Regions from separate parts of the Mus musculus genome. Here regions 1 and 2 are each linked to region 3. Evidence: chromatin contacts called from public Hi-C and Micro-C data. All regions are on one chromosome and are shown on one strand. Each heading gives the region's core, a stretch centred on a gene start, on an enhancer-like site or on the middle of the called end of the contact. The rest is flanking DNA. Distances are from core to core; before and after follow the strand shown. Region 1 overlaps Gm14051 (a long non-coding RNA gene). Region 2 overlaps Gm14051 (a long non-coding RNA gene). Region 3 holds the start of Slc23a2 (solute carrier family 23 (nucleobase transporters), member 2).

Evidence for each region. A called contact is a pair of places that touch in the nucleus more often than the background predicts.
Region 1: a Micro-C map of granulosa cells shows a contact between it and region 3, with 2.3 times the contacts expected there. The contact joins the enhancer-like site here to the promoter of Slc23a2 in region 3. A contact is called at or near these places in 3 of 39 promoter capture datasets (the C10 cell line, liver and macrophages), 10 of 484 Hi-C or Micro-C datasets (ECoMG myeloid progenitors, bone marrow-derived macrophages, embryonic stem cells and 7 more), 8 of 115 datasets of contacts at active chromatin or transcription factors (bone marrow-derived macrophages, a colorectal cancer cell line, differentiating embryonic stem cells and 2 more) and 4 of 9 other capture datasets (adipose tissue, embryonic stem cells, liver and 1 more).
Region 2: a contact with region 3 is called in a Hi-C map of bone marrow-derived macrophages, with 4 times the contacts expected there. The contact joins the enhancer-like site here to the promoter of Slc23a2 in region 3. A contact is called at or near these places in 11 of 39 promoter capture datasets (the 3T3-L1 cell line, 3T3-L1-derived adipocytes, the C10 cell line and 5 more), 1 of 15 datasets of contacts at CTCF or cohesin (embryonic stem cells), 34 of 484 Hi-C or Micro-C datasets (2-cell embryo, 8-cell embryo, the C2C12 cell line and 19 more), 18 of 115 datasets of contacts at active chromatin or transcription factors (acute myeloid leukemia, bone marrow-derived dendritic cells, bone marrow-derived macrophages and 10 more) and 3 of 9 other capture datasets (adipose tissue, bone marrow-derived macrophages and pancreatic islet).

The regions. Positions count from the first base shown.
Region 1 is chr2:132,178,123-132,183,029 of GRCm38.p6, forward strand. All of the region lies in intron 2 of Gm14051 (a long non-coding RNA gene), which reads left to right. Among named protein-coding and RNA genes, the nearest start is that of Slc23a2, 35 kb to the left of the region's middle. Within about 2 kb of position 2,774, at least 48 of the 459 cell types and tissues checked have an H3K27ac peak or open chromatin away from gene starts, as enhancers often do. A contact at or near this core is called in ECoMG myeloid progenitors, bone marrow-derived macrophages, differentiating embryonic stem cells and 1 more, where this site is marked.
Region 2 is chr2:132,201,747-132,206,475 of GRCm38.p6, forward strand. The region is part of intron 2 of Gm14051 (a long non-coding RNA gene); the gene reads left to right. Among named protein-coding and RNA genes, the nearest start is that of Tmem230, 44 kb to the right of the region's middle. Within about 2 kb of position 2,250, at least 26 of the 459 cell types and tissues checked have an H3K27ac peak or open chromatin away from gene starts, as enhancers often do. A contact at or near this core is called in the C2C12 cell line, acute myeloid leukemia, bone marrow-derived macrophages and 3 more, where this site is marked.
Region 3 is chr2:132,141,610-132,146,660 of GRCm38.p6, forward strand. It overlaps Slc23a2 (solute carrier family 23 (nucleobase transporters), member 2), which reads right to left and starts at 3,499. Exons shown (of 16, transcript NM_018824.2): 1 at 3,403-3,499. It overlaps Gm14051 (a long non-coding RNA gene), which reads left to right and starts at 1,970. Exons shown (of 3, transcript XR_866753.3): 1 at 1,970-2,976.

The sequences.
Region 1 (4,907 bases), core at 1,524-4,023, 36 kb after region 3:
TTGTGTATTGTATAGATGCATCACCTGTCAATTAAAAGTCTACAGCCTATAGCTTAGGCAGGAAATAGAAGGTGGAACAACAGGGAGGCTAAAAACATTCTAGGATTAAGTGATAGGCAGGAGATCTGCCTGGAATGATGTGAGGAGACGGATTCATGGTACTTGAACAGAGGTAACCAACCACGTGGCAAAATACAGGTTAAAATAATATATAGGTTAAAACAAAACATAGGTTAAATTATGGTTCCAGTCAGAGAAGAGCCTAGCTATATGGCCAAGGTATTTGTAAATATATTTTGAGTCTGAGTCTAATTTCTGGGAGCACAGGGATGGGAGAAGAGCCCATGCTTAAGTTTTACAGCTGAGAGTTGTACATCTTGACCCTCAGGCAGCAGAAGAGACTGTGTCTACATTGGGTATAGTCTGAGCACATGTGACCCCAAAACCTACCTCCACAGTGACACACTTCCTCCACCAAGGCCATGGCTCCTAATAGTGCCTTTTCCTGTGGCCAAGCATTCAAACACATGAGTCTATGGGGGCCATACCTATTCAACTACCTCAGTCACACTGTGACTTTGGGAGTCACTTAGTCAGTGAATTAAACTAATGAGGGTCATATCAAGAGTGTTGGGAAATAGGCCTTGTTGGGTGGTATAATCCCAGCACTTGGGAGGCAGAGGCAGGTGGGGGCTGGTTAGCCTAATCTGCATAGTGAGTTCCAGGCCATCCAGGATTATAAAGATTTGGAAAGAAAATAACACAAAAATAGATGAGGGGGAGGAATGGGGGGAGATTATGGAAACAGATTGGAAACAGTTCTGGGTCTGTAAAATTAAGAGGGCAAACAACGGTCATGCACACGGGAGGCAGAGAAGGCAGGAGAGGGAAAAGGCAGGGTAAAACTAGAGCTTAAACATTTCCAAAGCAGGCGAAGAATTTTTAAGACGAGCATGGGAGGCAGAAGAGTGAACTTTACAAAGGCTGAAAAGATAAAAACTGAAAGTCAACCTGGGTGATAAAAAGGTAGTCAGGGGGGAGGTTTAAAAAGGGGAGATTTTTAAAAATCTCCACTAGCAGCAGCTGGGGAGAGATGAAAGAAGGTTTTTAGGCCAGGTCAGGCTTCTAACAAGTCCTAAAATAGGCAGGAAAACCACAGGCGCTGGCCTGTGTAACTCCATATCTGTGTCTCACACTCAGTGAGCAGGGCACACTTCTTCTACTTTTGGGGGCCTGGACAGAGTTTTCTAGATCACTGCTTCTAGGAACGGGCCACTGGAAGCTACAGCCCCACTCCTCTTGTTTAATAAGACTGCAGAACCTCCCGTCCCACCCTGGTCTCAAGCCAACATCTGCCTTCTAACAAGATCAGGATCTAAGTATACTCACTGAGAGGTGCTACTTTAGTGGGCGTGGTGCCTGGCCTAGAATCAGCTGGATTGGTTGCTTCCAGCATCATGCAGCAAGACTCACCTGTCTTCACCATACTGAGCCCCTCCCATCCATGGCTGCCACAGTTCATGTACTTCACCAGACGGGGAGGGTGCGCAGTCTTTCACGTCAGTGCAATGCTGCTTCAGGTATTTTTCGGAAGTATGAAGGAACTTCATGGCCACTAGGCAAAATCCCTTCTGCTCAAAGCACTTGATAATCTGGCCCCTCAGACTGCGCTGCCCGCCATCTGGCTTCACCTTAAGAAAGATGCGCTCAAGGTTGGCGATGGTCTGAAAGCCCACAGGTCAGCTGGGTCTGAGATGAACAATGGGAAAGGAGAATTCGTTTGTTTGTTTGTTTGTTTTGTCTGTTTGTTTGGTTTTCCAGACAGTGTGTCTGTCCTGGAACTCCCTTTGTATACTAGCCTGGCCTCAAGCTCACAGAGATCCTCCTGTCTCTGCCTCCCAAGTACTGTAATTAAAGGTATACATCATCACTGCCCAGCAAGAATTCTTTAAAATATAGAAACTAGGGCTTGAGAGATGGCTTAACAGTTAAGAGTGCTTGCTACTCTTCCAGAAAATTGGATTCACTTCATGGTGCCCATATCAGTTGGTTCCCTCCAGTCCCAGAGGATCTCATGCTCTTCTGACCTCCTCAGATACCTTCATGCACATGGTACACATAAACTTACCCAGGATGCTGCTGTGTTCCCCACCCCAACAAAATCAACCAACTGATCAGTCAATCAGCCAATCAAAAATCTGTCTACCATCTATCTACCGAAAATCTATCGTATCCTACTAGTTATAAGTTGATTCTTTATCTGACCCATTTGTCTTCCCTATGTGTTTGTTAGCCTTTTTATTTTATTTTTATTATATATTTTTTCTTTTTTATCATAGGTCCCTTACTGGTCCTGTCTCTGTGAGTAGCTAAGACCAAGGAAAGAGGAAGCAGAACTAGCTGGCTCCAAGAGGGTCATTTCCACAACATTCCATTTACACATAAAACAGAAAAGCTCATAGTTACTTTTGCAATTAGATGTTGACAGCACAGGATGGAGAACGGCTGATGTGGAGTAGGAGTGGTGTTAAACCCCTCCCACAAACTGGGTGGCTGAAGGGAGTTGGTTCTGCTTCAACCTAAGAACAACAGAAAGATCAAAAGCAGTTTGGGAGGGCCAGAACCTTCAGAGATGGTGGGAGGGGAGTAGTTTGTGATGTGGGAGTGATGTCTTGCAACTAAGGTAAAGGGATTGTCTGTCCCCTGCTAAGATTCCATCAGCCTATCTAGTGTGGAGGAAGTGGGCAACTTGCAACACCAAAAAGGAAGACTGGAGTACTAAATGATTCAGGCAAGAGCAGGAAGTGGCTCACAAAGGCTTGCCCTTCAGGGAGATGACAGTACATCACCTAATTTTTCTGCCATTGTGCAGTGGTCCTTGGCCTCTTCCTAGAAGTTTGCTCATAATTCATCCTTGATCCTTGCTTCTTGCTGATAGAATCCTTGGAGCTGGTATAGCATAGATCATTTTGTTCTTAAAGGCATACTCTATGGTCCCAGAGTATAGAGTCCCAGAAGCTGAGCAGCTGGTCCTCCTTGCTGTCCTTGAGCTAGGCTGCATCATAGAGAGAGAGTGAGTAATGGCTGTCCTGATAAGACAACATCTTGTTTTATTTTGTTTTGTTTTGTTTTGCTGTTTTTGAGACAGAGTCTTACTAGTCCTAGCTGGCCTAGAATTTTCTATGTATATGTATACCAGGCTGGCCTTGACTTTACAGAGATCCAACTGTCTCTGTCTCTCTAGTACTGGGATTAAAGGCTTATGCCACCATGCCTAATTAAAGTTTTTTTTTTAAAATAAATAAGATATATATTAAAAAGTGAGAGCCAGGCATGCCTAATTAAAGTTTTTTTTTTAATAAATAAGATATATATTAAAAAGTGAGAGCCAGGCATGCTGGCACAGGCCTTTAATCCCAGTACTCAGGAATCAGAGGCAGGTTGATCATCGAGCTCAAAGCCACCCTAGTCTCTACAATGAGACCCTTTCTGACTTTTTAAAAATGCTGGCGATTCCATATATGTATATAACATATGATGCTACCCACCCACCCCATGAGTCCTCCCATCTCCCTCCTATTCCTACTTTCCCTTTCTTCTCCCCAGCTAGTCTTCCTCTTATTTTACTTTTGCAACTCACTGTTTTAATTAGGATTGCTTGCATGATCTTGGATAGGGGGTTATTTACAAGAGCCATTTAGCAGTGACTGTGGCACTGGGGAAGATGACTTCCCCTCTTCTAACAACCACAGGGAAGAGTGAGACCTCATGAGCCCTTCCCCCATCAGTGATGGGATGCCATGCATGTCTTGTACATATAGCCATAGCTGTTATATGTTCACGATTACAGCGGTCACATCACAGGCAAAAGTTTCATAGCCCTCCTGGTTCTATGGCTCTTTCTGCCCCCTTACCTATGTTCCCTCCTTGGAGAGGGTGGTACAGAAGTTATCTTTAGAGACAAACACTCAACAGCTGCTTATTTCTCAGCACTTTGACCAGTCTTTCTACCAACTATTGTTCATTGTAAAAAAGAAGCTTTTCTGACAGAGGCTGAGCACTGCACTGGTCTATGGACGTTAAATATTTAGGGGCTGGAGAGATGACTGCTTTTTCAGAGGACTCACATTTAGATCTCAGCACCCACATGGTATTTCATAACTGCTTAAAATTCCGGGTCTAGGGAATCAGATGCCCTTTTCTAGCCTCTACGGGTGCCAGACACACGCATGGAACACAGACACACATGCAAGCAAAACCCCCATACACATAAAGTTTTTAAAACGTAATCATAAAATATTTAAGTTGAATTTTATTTTTAGTGTGTGTGCGCAGTCAGGCAAGTGTGAGTGTGGTGTCCATGTGAATGGTTATAAAAATATCAAATATGAGTCTTTTTTTTTTTGGTCAGATACTATAAAAATTGAGTTTAGGACAATAAATTAAAATCTTTTTATCTCACCCACCTTGTAAAACGTTTATGCAAATGATTTCATCCCCCTCAGCCAGTAAAACTGTGGTTTACACAAAGGCCCACTGTTCTGTTCCAGGAATTTAACGTCCTAGAGTAGCAGCCATCCTTTTCCCTTCCTCCATTCCCCAACCACCAATTCTTTTCTGACTGGCCAATGACTAAGATTGTAAGGGCAGACCCCAGTCAATGGGGAAGAGACACAGCCACCACCTGAGTTAGAATAAATGCCAGATGCACTTCTTGTCGCCATGTGTTCACTCTTCAAGCAAGCCCTCTTGATTCAAAGTAAGGTCCGCACGTCCAGACACTTCAGTTAGAACGGTGGTCTCATTCTTTGTAGTCCCCAACTTCTTTCTCACAGTGCCCAATCCACAGTGTGCATGTAGATGTCAAAGGACAACTCTACAGAGTCAATTCTGCCCTTCCATCTTCT
Region 2 (4,729 bases), core at 1,000-3,499, 59 kb after region 3:
TCAGGAGGAATGTGGAAGAGTTTGCAGGTGTGGGCAAGAAGTGCCTCCGAATGCTGTAACTACACATCAATGGGCAACTCAGTGGGAGCTAAAAATTCAGAACATCACTAGAAATGTGGACAGCAACTGACTCCCAAATGTTGTTCTTTGACCTTCACATGTATGCTATGAGGTGTGCATGTGCACATGTGTATACATACAAACATATACTCTCTAATAAAATTATATCATATCATATCATTCATATCATATTATATCATATCATACAAAGAATTGAAGGGCCAGAGAGATGGATTGGCTTTAAGAGTAGTTTCTCCAAAGGACCTGGTTTCAGTTTCTAGTACCCACACTAGGTATTCCACAACTGCTTATAACTAGTTCTAAGGGATACAAAACCCCCTTCTGGTTACCATGGGCACCTACATGCATGTGGTCCACATTAACTAATGCAAGCAGATAAACATACACAAAATTAAGAATAAATATATTTTTAAGAAAAGCAAAAAATGGGCTGGTGAGATGGCTCAGTTGGTAAGAGTACCCGACTGCTCTTCCGAAGGTCCAGAGTTCAAATCCCAGCAACCACATGGTGGCTCACAACCATCTGTAACGAGATCTGACACCCTCTTCTGGAGTGTCTGAAGACAGCTACAGTGTACTTTACATATAATAAATAAATAAATCTTAAAAAAAAAAAAAAAAAAAAGAAAAGCAAAAAATGAAAAGCACTCGAGAGGCAGAGGCAGAGGCAGGCGGATTTCTGAGTTCGAGGCCAGCCTGGTGTACAAAGTGAGCTCCAGGACAGCCAGGGCTATACAGAGAAACCCTGTTTCAAAAAAGAAAAAAAAGAAAAAGAAAGAAAAGCTTTGGGTCAAAGACAAGGTTTGGTGGATTAAGGCATGTGCCATGATGCAAGCCTAAAGGCCCAGGTTTAATCCTCAGAACCCACATAAAGGTAGATGAAGAGAACAGGCTCTGTCAAGTTGTCCTCTGGGTTCCACACTATGTGTTCTGTAGCACCATCAGGCACACACATGGAATAATAATAAAACATAGACAAGAGACCGAGGTCATGAAGTTTCATATGAGGAGAAAGACTTTTGGAACTTCAAGTAGAGGCCACTTGTATAATATTCTAGGAGATAATTTGTCTCTGAACATTTTGAAATGAGGCTTCATTAATTACTTTGGCAGAGTAATTTCAAGGCAGCATAGCAGTCAGACTATTGAATAGTTTTTGTTGGCTGCTTTTAGCCAGAGTTACAGTGAGAACTCGGAGCAGAAAGTAGAACAAAAAGATTTGAAAAGGGGATGTTAAGAGCCCTGACTGCTCTTCCAGAGGTCCTGAATTCAATTCCCAGCAACCACATAGTGGCTCACAACCATCTGTAATAGGATCTGATGCCTTCTTCTGGTGTGTGTGAAGACAGCTACAGTGTACTCATATATATATATATATGAAATAAATACATAAATCAAAAAAAAAAAAGATTTGAAGACTGTGCAGTTTGGCCATGGAAGGTGAGTTTAAAGTCATAGACAACCAGTGTAGACACAGCTGTTACAGTGTGACAGAAATTAGTGCTGCTAAAAAGCTGTGAACTTTGCCCTGAGACAATAGAAAATGGTTTTGACACGACCACACCCCAGGGTGTGTAAAACTAAACACTCACTTAGAAGACATTCCTTTAAAAGAGTCTCCCGGGCATGCAGGTGGAAAGGGCCATATTGGAAGTATTTTCCTAGGTTCAGGTATCTAACTTAGCAGCCTCTCTGGTTGTAGTTCAAGGAGGCCCAGCTAGTACTTGAGTTATCGGCAAAACTTGGTGTTTACCCCTTATGTTGGTTTTAAGAGATTACAGAAATTAAAGGATTATGAAAAATTCAAACTGGACTTTTATCAGGCTAAGAACATCTGAGATATGCAAATTAAAACGCTTTGAAGCCTGGCATGGTGGCACACATCTTTCATCTTAGCACTTGAGGAGGCAAAGGCTAGCAGATCTTCATGAGTTTCAAGCTAGCCTGGTCTACATAGTGAGTTCTGAGATAGCCAAGACTATATAGAGGGACGTTGTCTCAAAATAAGAACAACCCCCCCCCCCCAGCAATCTTACATTGAGATTTCCTATTACCCCAGTCATAACGGCCAAGATAATAAAACAAAGTACAGCTCATGTTGGTGAGGATGTGGGGAGGGTGGGGTTGCTAAGCCTGGTGACACACATTGCATTGCGCCACCACCTGTCAGCTGCCAAATGTGGCACTCTAGGGTTTAATGCTTGCTCTGTCAGGCTTTGATCTTACTGTGGTCCAGTCTCTCATGATTCTCCAGTTCCTGTTTTGGAACTGGGATGGTCATTCTCTACTATTGAATGTTGGAACTATATAATTTTCTTTGTGAACTTACAGAGATTCAAAGGACATTTTGTTTGTTTGGTTTTGGTATTTTTGTTTACTTGCTTTTTGCTTTTTTTAAAAGATAACATGATTTAACCACATGAACAGTCTTTTTTTTTAAAGATTTATTTATTATACATAAATACACTGTAGCTTACTTCAGACACTCCAGAAAAGAGCATCAGATCTCATTACAGATGGTTGTGAGCCACCATGTGGTTGCTGGGATTTGAACTCAGGACCTTCAGAAGAGCAGTCAGTGCTCTTAACCACTAAGCCATCTCTCCAGCCCCTGCTTTTTGCTTTTGATTCTCAAAAGAAACTTTGAACTTTAGACTTTTTTGTTTAATGATCGATTTCTTTTTATTTTATATATATTGGTGTTTTGCCTGCGTGTACATCTGTGTAAGGGAGTCAGATCCCCTGGAACTGGAGTTACAGATGGTTGTGAGCTGTCATGTGGTTGCTGGGAATTGAACCTAGGTCCTTTGGAAGAGCGGTCAGTACTCTTAACCACTGAACCACCTCTCCAGCCCCAAACTTTAGACTTTTTAATATGCATTTTATATATGTGTATATGCAGCAAAGGTTGGGTTCATGCATGCTGCAGTATATATGTCATGGTGTCTGTATATAGATCAGATGACAATTTGTAAGAGTTTATTCTCTCCTTCTACCGTGTAGGTCCCTGGGGTCAAAGTCAGGCCATCAGGCTTGGTAGAACATCTTTTACCTACCGAACCATCTCATTATTTCTCAGCTGAGGACTGAATAAAGTCAGGACTGGTAAAAGCTTTAGAAAAGTTTAAATCAGATTAAACACATATGCATTATGTGATGACCATAACGCTTTGAGGGTCAGGGCACAATATTATGCTTTGAAATTGAAATAGATATCTCTCTCTCTCTCTCTCTCTCTCTCTTTTTCGAGACAGGGTTTCTCTGTATAGCCCTGGCTGTCCTGGAACTCACTTTGTAGACCAGGCTGGCCTCGAACACAGAAATCTACCTGCCTCTGCCTCCCAAGTGCTGGGATTAAAGGCGTGTGCCACCACACCCGGCGAGATAGATGTTTCTTACAAATTTCTTTTTGAACACTATTCCCCAGCTTGTGGCCCAACTTTGGGAGACTGTAGAACATTTAGAAAGTGAGTCTAAGCTGCCAGAAGTATGCCGCTAGGACAAAAATCATCTGACCAAGTAGACAGAGTTGTTATTAGGTAAACAGAAACACAAACTCAGTATTCCTCGGGAATCTTGTAAGGGGTTTTGCTTTGTTTTGTTTACCAGGAAAACCACTGCTTACCTTATCTGTCCCAATAATCAACTACTTCATGAAAGGACATCTAGTTCCAAACAGCCTGGATCAGCTCAAAGACCCCCACCCCCTGCTGACCATCACGTAATGTCTGTTTGCTTTCCCACCAAGCTGATGTCCTCTACTCTCAGAGGCAGCGCCCAGTTTGTTCCCACAGTAAACTTTCCTTCCCCCGTGGAGTAGTCTAGTTTGGTGGGTTAACTGCACTCTCATTTCCACATGGTAGAGAAGGCAGGCAGAGATCATGTTTATGGTGGGAGTGTCCCATCACAGTGGACCAAAGAGCAGAGAGCAAGGGTGAATCTAGAGGCGCTCATAACCTTAAATGCCAGTGCACTAGTGCTGCCTGCCAGTCAGGTCCTGCCTCCTGAAGGTTCCATGGATTCCCACATTCCACAGTTCCACCAGCCAGGGAACAAACATTCAGAACACGGGTCTAAGAATGACATTTCAGATTCAAGCCATAACAAAGAACACTAATCCCATGACTGCATAACATTTGATGCTATGAATAACCTACTTTAAAAAAAATCTTCTGTGGAATATGTCATTTTAAAAAAGAGAGACATACCCTATAGGTGGAACAACATTATGAACTAACCAGTACCCCGGAGCTCTTGACTCTAGCTGCATATGTATCAAAAGATGGCCTAGTTGGCCATCACTGGAAAGAGAGGCCCATTGGACTTGCAAACTTTATATGCACCAGTACAGGGGAACGCCAGGCCCAAAAAGTGGGAGTGGGTGGGTAGGGGAGTTGGGGGGAGGGTATGGGGGACTTTTGGGATAGCATTGGAAATGTAAATGAGGAAAATACCTAATTAAAAAAAAGAGAGACACTACTAGGGTAAATATAGCGACAGCCGCTCCTCACACCTCAGCATTTTGCTCCTCATAGGCAGCACGAGTTAATCATGGCATTCCTTCCCCCAGCAAGGAGGTAGGCCTGATTCCATGTCAACACAGTACACTTGTACCTCGCTATCTGGAAAGTTCCAAAGCGCACTGTGT
Region 3 (5,051 bases), core at 2,249-4,748:
AACACGGTGGAGTTGATGACAGCTGACTCAGTACTTCCCATAACCAAGGAACTAACTAAACCTTACACCTTTTGAGTACAGATGCCGTGGTTTTAATTCAAGAATGGTTTGTTCAGTAGCAGCTGCCACCTAATTAACAGAAGAATTGGGGGGGGGGGCACACAAGCTTACCAATGAGACAAAAAGCCTATTCCAAAATATAGACCCACTAGACTGCTATACAAACGAGGGAGGCAGTATGGCATTCAAAACTTCTTAAACCAAGGGGACTGGAGAGATGGCTCAGTGGTTAAAGTGCACTGGTGCTCTTCCAGAGTTCCTGAGTTCAATTCCCAGCAACCACACGGTGGCTCACAACCATCTGTAATGGGATCCGATGCCCTCTTCTGGTGTGTCTGAAAACAGCTACAGTGTACTCATATACATTACATAAATCTTGTTTGTTTGGTTTTTTTTGGTTTTTTTTCGAGGCAGGGTTTCTCTGTGTAGCTCTGGCTGTCCTGAACTCACTGTGTAGACCAGGCTGGCCTCAAACTCAGAAATTTGCCTGCCTCTGCCTCCCAAGTTCTGGGATCAAAAGCATGCGGCGCATTAAATAAATCTGAAAACAAACAAACAAACAAACAAAAACCCCACAACTATCTAAACCATATACAACACTAATTTTTTTTCTTTTTGAGACCATTACATTTCTCCTTTCCCTTTCCTACTTTCAAACCCTCCCATGTACCTCTCCCCAATCTCCTTTAAATTCAGGGCCTCTTTTCTCACTAATTATTATAGTATGCATATATGTACATATATATATACATATATGTGTGTGTGTGTGTGTGTGTGTGCGCACACATACATATACCTACATATAACTGTTCAGTTACTTGTATGTGTGTTGTCAGGGCTGACCGTTTGGCACTGAACAGCCGACTGGTACTGTCCCTGGGAGGACCACCTCTGCCACTCCCGGCTTTCTGCGGTTGCCTACAGCTCTCGGTGTGGGGCTGAAGCCTCGTGGACCTTTTCCCATCCTCTTTAGCATGTTCACTGGTGTCGTCCTGGCTCAGCTCACACCTGGACAGTCATATTGATTCAAGTACTTTTTAAAAAAAGAAAAAAACGTGTGTGGGTGGTGTCCCCGGAGCGTGCTGTCTCAGGTGTGTGCAGTGTTCATACCACAGAGGCCAGAAGAGGGCACTGGAGTCCCTGGAGTTAACGATGATTGTGAGACATCGTGTAGGTGCTGGGAATTAAATCCAGATCCTGTAATTTAAGAAAACAAGGGGGGGAGGGAGAGCAGCCAGTGCTCTTAACTGCTGAGCCATCTCTCCAGCCCTCTAGTTTGTTTTTAACTTTCTTGTTGGACATGGTGGTACGCACACACCTTTAGTCTCACTACTGGGATGTGGTAGATCTATGAATTCCAGCCAGCCGCGGCTGCATATAAAGACCTTGTCTCAAAATAAATCAATATTCTGTGTAGTTTTACAAGGCTAGGCCTTGCCCTTTATCCCAGGCTGGCCTGTCTTCTTCCCATCTCCACCAGCTGGGCTGAGTTGCTAAGATTATACATTTACATCACCACACCCAGCCTAATTGCTTTTTAGTAGAGGTTTTAATCTCAGCATAATGTGCCATACTCAGAAAACTAAGTACCAGGCAAGTATCTGGAGTAAGGGGCAAGGGGTGGAACTTTAAACTGGACCTTAGAAGCTCTCCCTGACTTTGAGGCTGGCCTGGAGCAAGTTTCAGGTCAGCCAGGACAAAAAGAAAAAAAAAAAAAAATGCCACTCAAACACCCACTTTCTTTCCTCCCTTTTTTTTTTTTTTTTTTTAAGGTGGTGGTGGTCAAGACAAGGCTTCTCTGTGTAGCCCTGGCTGCCCCGAAACTCACTCTGTAGAGCAGGCTGGCCTTGAACTCAGAAATCCTGCCTGTGACTCCTGAGTGCTGGGATTAAGGATTCGTGCCACCACCGCCGGGCAAACACCTACTTTCTTACAGAAATTACTTCCCACAAGAATAAAACAGTGGTGGGAGTCGGGGTGATGGAAATACTCTGGTATAAAAAGAAAGAATCAGTTAACAGTTGAGCAAAAGACATTGTCTAGAGAACAGATACCTCATGCCTCGCTGATGTCTGCCTGAGGATGCTCAGGGCCTCCTTTTAACTAACTACCAGGTGTGTCATGAGTGCTAACACGGTGGACAGCCTCAACTGCCCAAAGCTATTAACTTTTGGATGAGCTAAGCATAGAGAGTAGTTCTAAAGTGACCCTGATAAGGTCAACTATAACCCAGCAGAGAATCCTGAACTTCTAAGAGGTGAAGAAGGCCTCTCACAAACTTCACCAGAGTCAAACACCTTAAAGGAGCAGGCCAGCAAAGTCACACAAGATGAAAGGGCAGATGAGAGAAACGGAGCAGGTGAGGCCTCAGCCCAATAGCACTCAAACAAAAAACAGAAAAATTTCAGCCACCTAGCCTAGCCTTCAGAAAGGAGAAAACTGCCTAAGGGAAGTCACATGGCCAGTTAATGACAGCTCAAACCAGGCTGTCTCAGGACTCAGATACCAGATCCTCACATCCCTGGCCGCCTTAGTTCAGAGGACCCAAGCGTCAGAAGGGATAGCATCTTCGCCATCATCCGGTCTCCCAGCACCGCAAAAAGCAGACTAACAGCTACTACAAATGCCCCAACCCCAAGTAGCCTTCAAAAAGCTAACTTTCTTCCCTGTGCACTTGCCCTCACCCCTTGCGCTGAAAATCAGGAGTTTCCCATCAGACCCGCTTAAAGCCCCTCATCCGGAATGAAGGCCGAGTTCCCATAGGCTACACATCTAATGGGACATCTCCGGCCAAACGATGAAGACAATTCTTCACCTTCAAGTTATCACACTCCAATGTCAATTTCTCGGTCAAGAGCGCAGGCAACAAGGCGACCCCGGACCCCTGCGGGGCAGGCCAGCGTGAAAGGTCGCAAGGTTGGTGCAGCGGCATCTAAAATTACTCCGTGTCGCCTTCCGCAAAGAGGGAAGGAAGCCAGACTGGAAACAGCACCGCCATCCCCCGCCCCTCGGGCTGACCCTGAATCCCCGGGCGCGGGGATGCGGGGCGCACCACCTGGGGAGGGGCGCGCAGCAAGCCACGCAGCACGGCGAGCCCACGGTGGCTGTCCCGGGGGCACCCGGCGGGGCGGCAGTGAGCGCCGGGGACGCACGGCCTGACACTGCAGCCGGGGCCGCCGGGCCGCGCGAGCCGGCGTGGGGGCGCAGGCCGCGCCGCGGGTGGGTGACAGCGCGCGGGGGCCGCGCGGGCCGGCCTCGTGGGCTCGGCGAGCAACCGGGGCTGCCGGCAGGTGCTGCCGCGGACCCGGCGTGGGGCGTGGGGCGCGGCGGCCCGGCTCTCACCTGCCTGCAGCTCGCTGGGCTCGCGTCCCGCCGATCGCACCGCTCGCGCCGCAGTGCCTGCCGCCGCCTTGGGTCCCCGCGGCAGCCGCCTGCAAAATGGCGCCGCGGAGGGGCGGGCCGGGGGCGGGAGCCGCGCAGCCGCCCGCCCCGCGCGCCGGCCCCTCCCCGCCCGACCCCCGGCTCCGCCCGCGCGCCCCGGGGCGCCGAGCCGCAGACCCTTCCCCACACACCTGCTCCGGGGGGGCCGCCTAGGATGCTCGACGCTCGCAGGCTCTCCCCTTCAGAGCCTCCTTTCTACCCTGCAGGACCCCAAGCCCTGCAGTAGCTGTGGGGTGACAGCGAGAGGGGTGCAGTGTACCCGGCTCAGTGGGTAACCCGCTTTAAAGCAATTTCGCGGCGTATCCAATTGGGCCGTCAGGCTTCCGAACTCGCTGGGGAAAGAGAGCCTCCTTGCTTATGCTGACGCGGGAGAAGACACACCAGGCTTGATTTCTCTGGGGCGTGTGTTCTGATAGAGCGGGTTTGGGGGCAACCTGCTATTCTGTATTTCTCAAGTGTACCCCCCAAGGAATGCCTGCTGGATGGGCACTTAGGCTGTGAGTCAAAAGGCCGCGTGTCAATAAACACATAGCACTTAGGCCGGGCAGTCTTGCCCAGGGGGGCATCATTAAAACTGGGTACCACCCCCAGCGGTGCTGAAACTGAAGTGTGGCTTCGAAATTTGCATTTCCAGGAAGTTTCTAGGTGATGCTGCAGGCGGTGGTCTAAGATACTAACTTGTAACTAAACCACGTTCTTACCTCCACCAAAACAAACAAAACCCTAATAATTAGCTCTCTCTTCTGTCTTCCATCTTGAAACCACTGTCTTGGTTGTTTTTCTAACCCAGTAATTCCTTTCATCCCCAAGCAACTCCGGAGAGCCATAAAGAATGGTCGACCACAGCTGACCTCATCTTTAAAAACAAAAAGCAGATTTTATTCCTGAATTGTTTATGTTTGGCAGTCTTGAGGACTGGTAGCACACTGATCAATAGAGGCATGCCGTAACCAGCAAAGACGGGCATTTTATAAAGTAGGCTAGTGCGGACGAGCTGAGAGAATCAATATATAATTCTCTAAGTCTCACACTAAAATAAAACCAGTGAGGCTTAGTGGTGCACACCTGTAATCCCGGCATTTTGCAGGCAGAGGCAGGAAGACGATGAATTTGAAGTCAGCCTGGGCTACTTAGACTCCTGTCTCAAAAAAAAAAAAAAAAAAAAAAAAAACCCTAAAAAACAGTAAGTTGAATTGTAAAATCCAGCATACCCTGGAAGACCATAGGTTAGTATTTCATCTTCACTGAAGATGAAGAAAAGAGATGATTCTGTAACCAGCACCAGAGAAGCACACAACTCTTTCTATGCCAGAGTTTCCAGCCACCCTTAAAAACATAATGTGTGTGTTCTGCTCCACAATATGGAACCTTTTGGAATAGAAGGCCTGTTCCAAGATCAAGAACCCCTGATCTTTTCAGTTCATCTCTTTTCTTCATTTCCCCCCATATATATTGTCTCCCACTCCCTAACTCCCCCTTTATAGTTTTACCTCCAATCCTAAAGCACTACCTCACTCCGGGTTTCCCCCCTCCCTCCCTGGTTTCCTGCA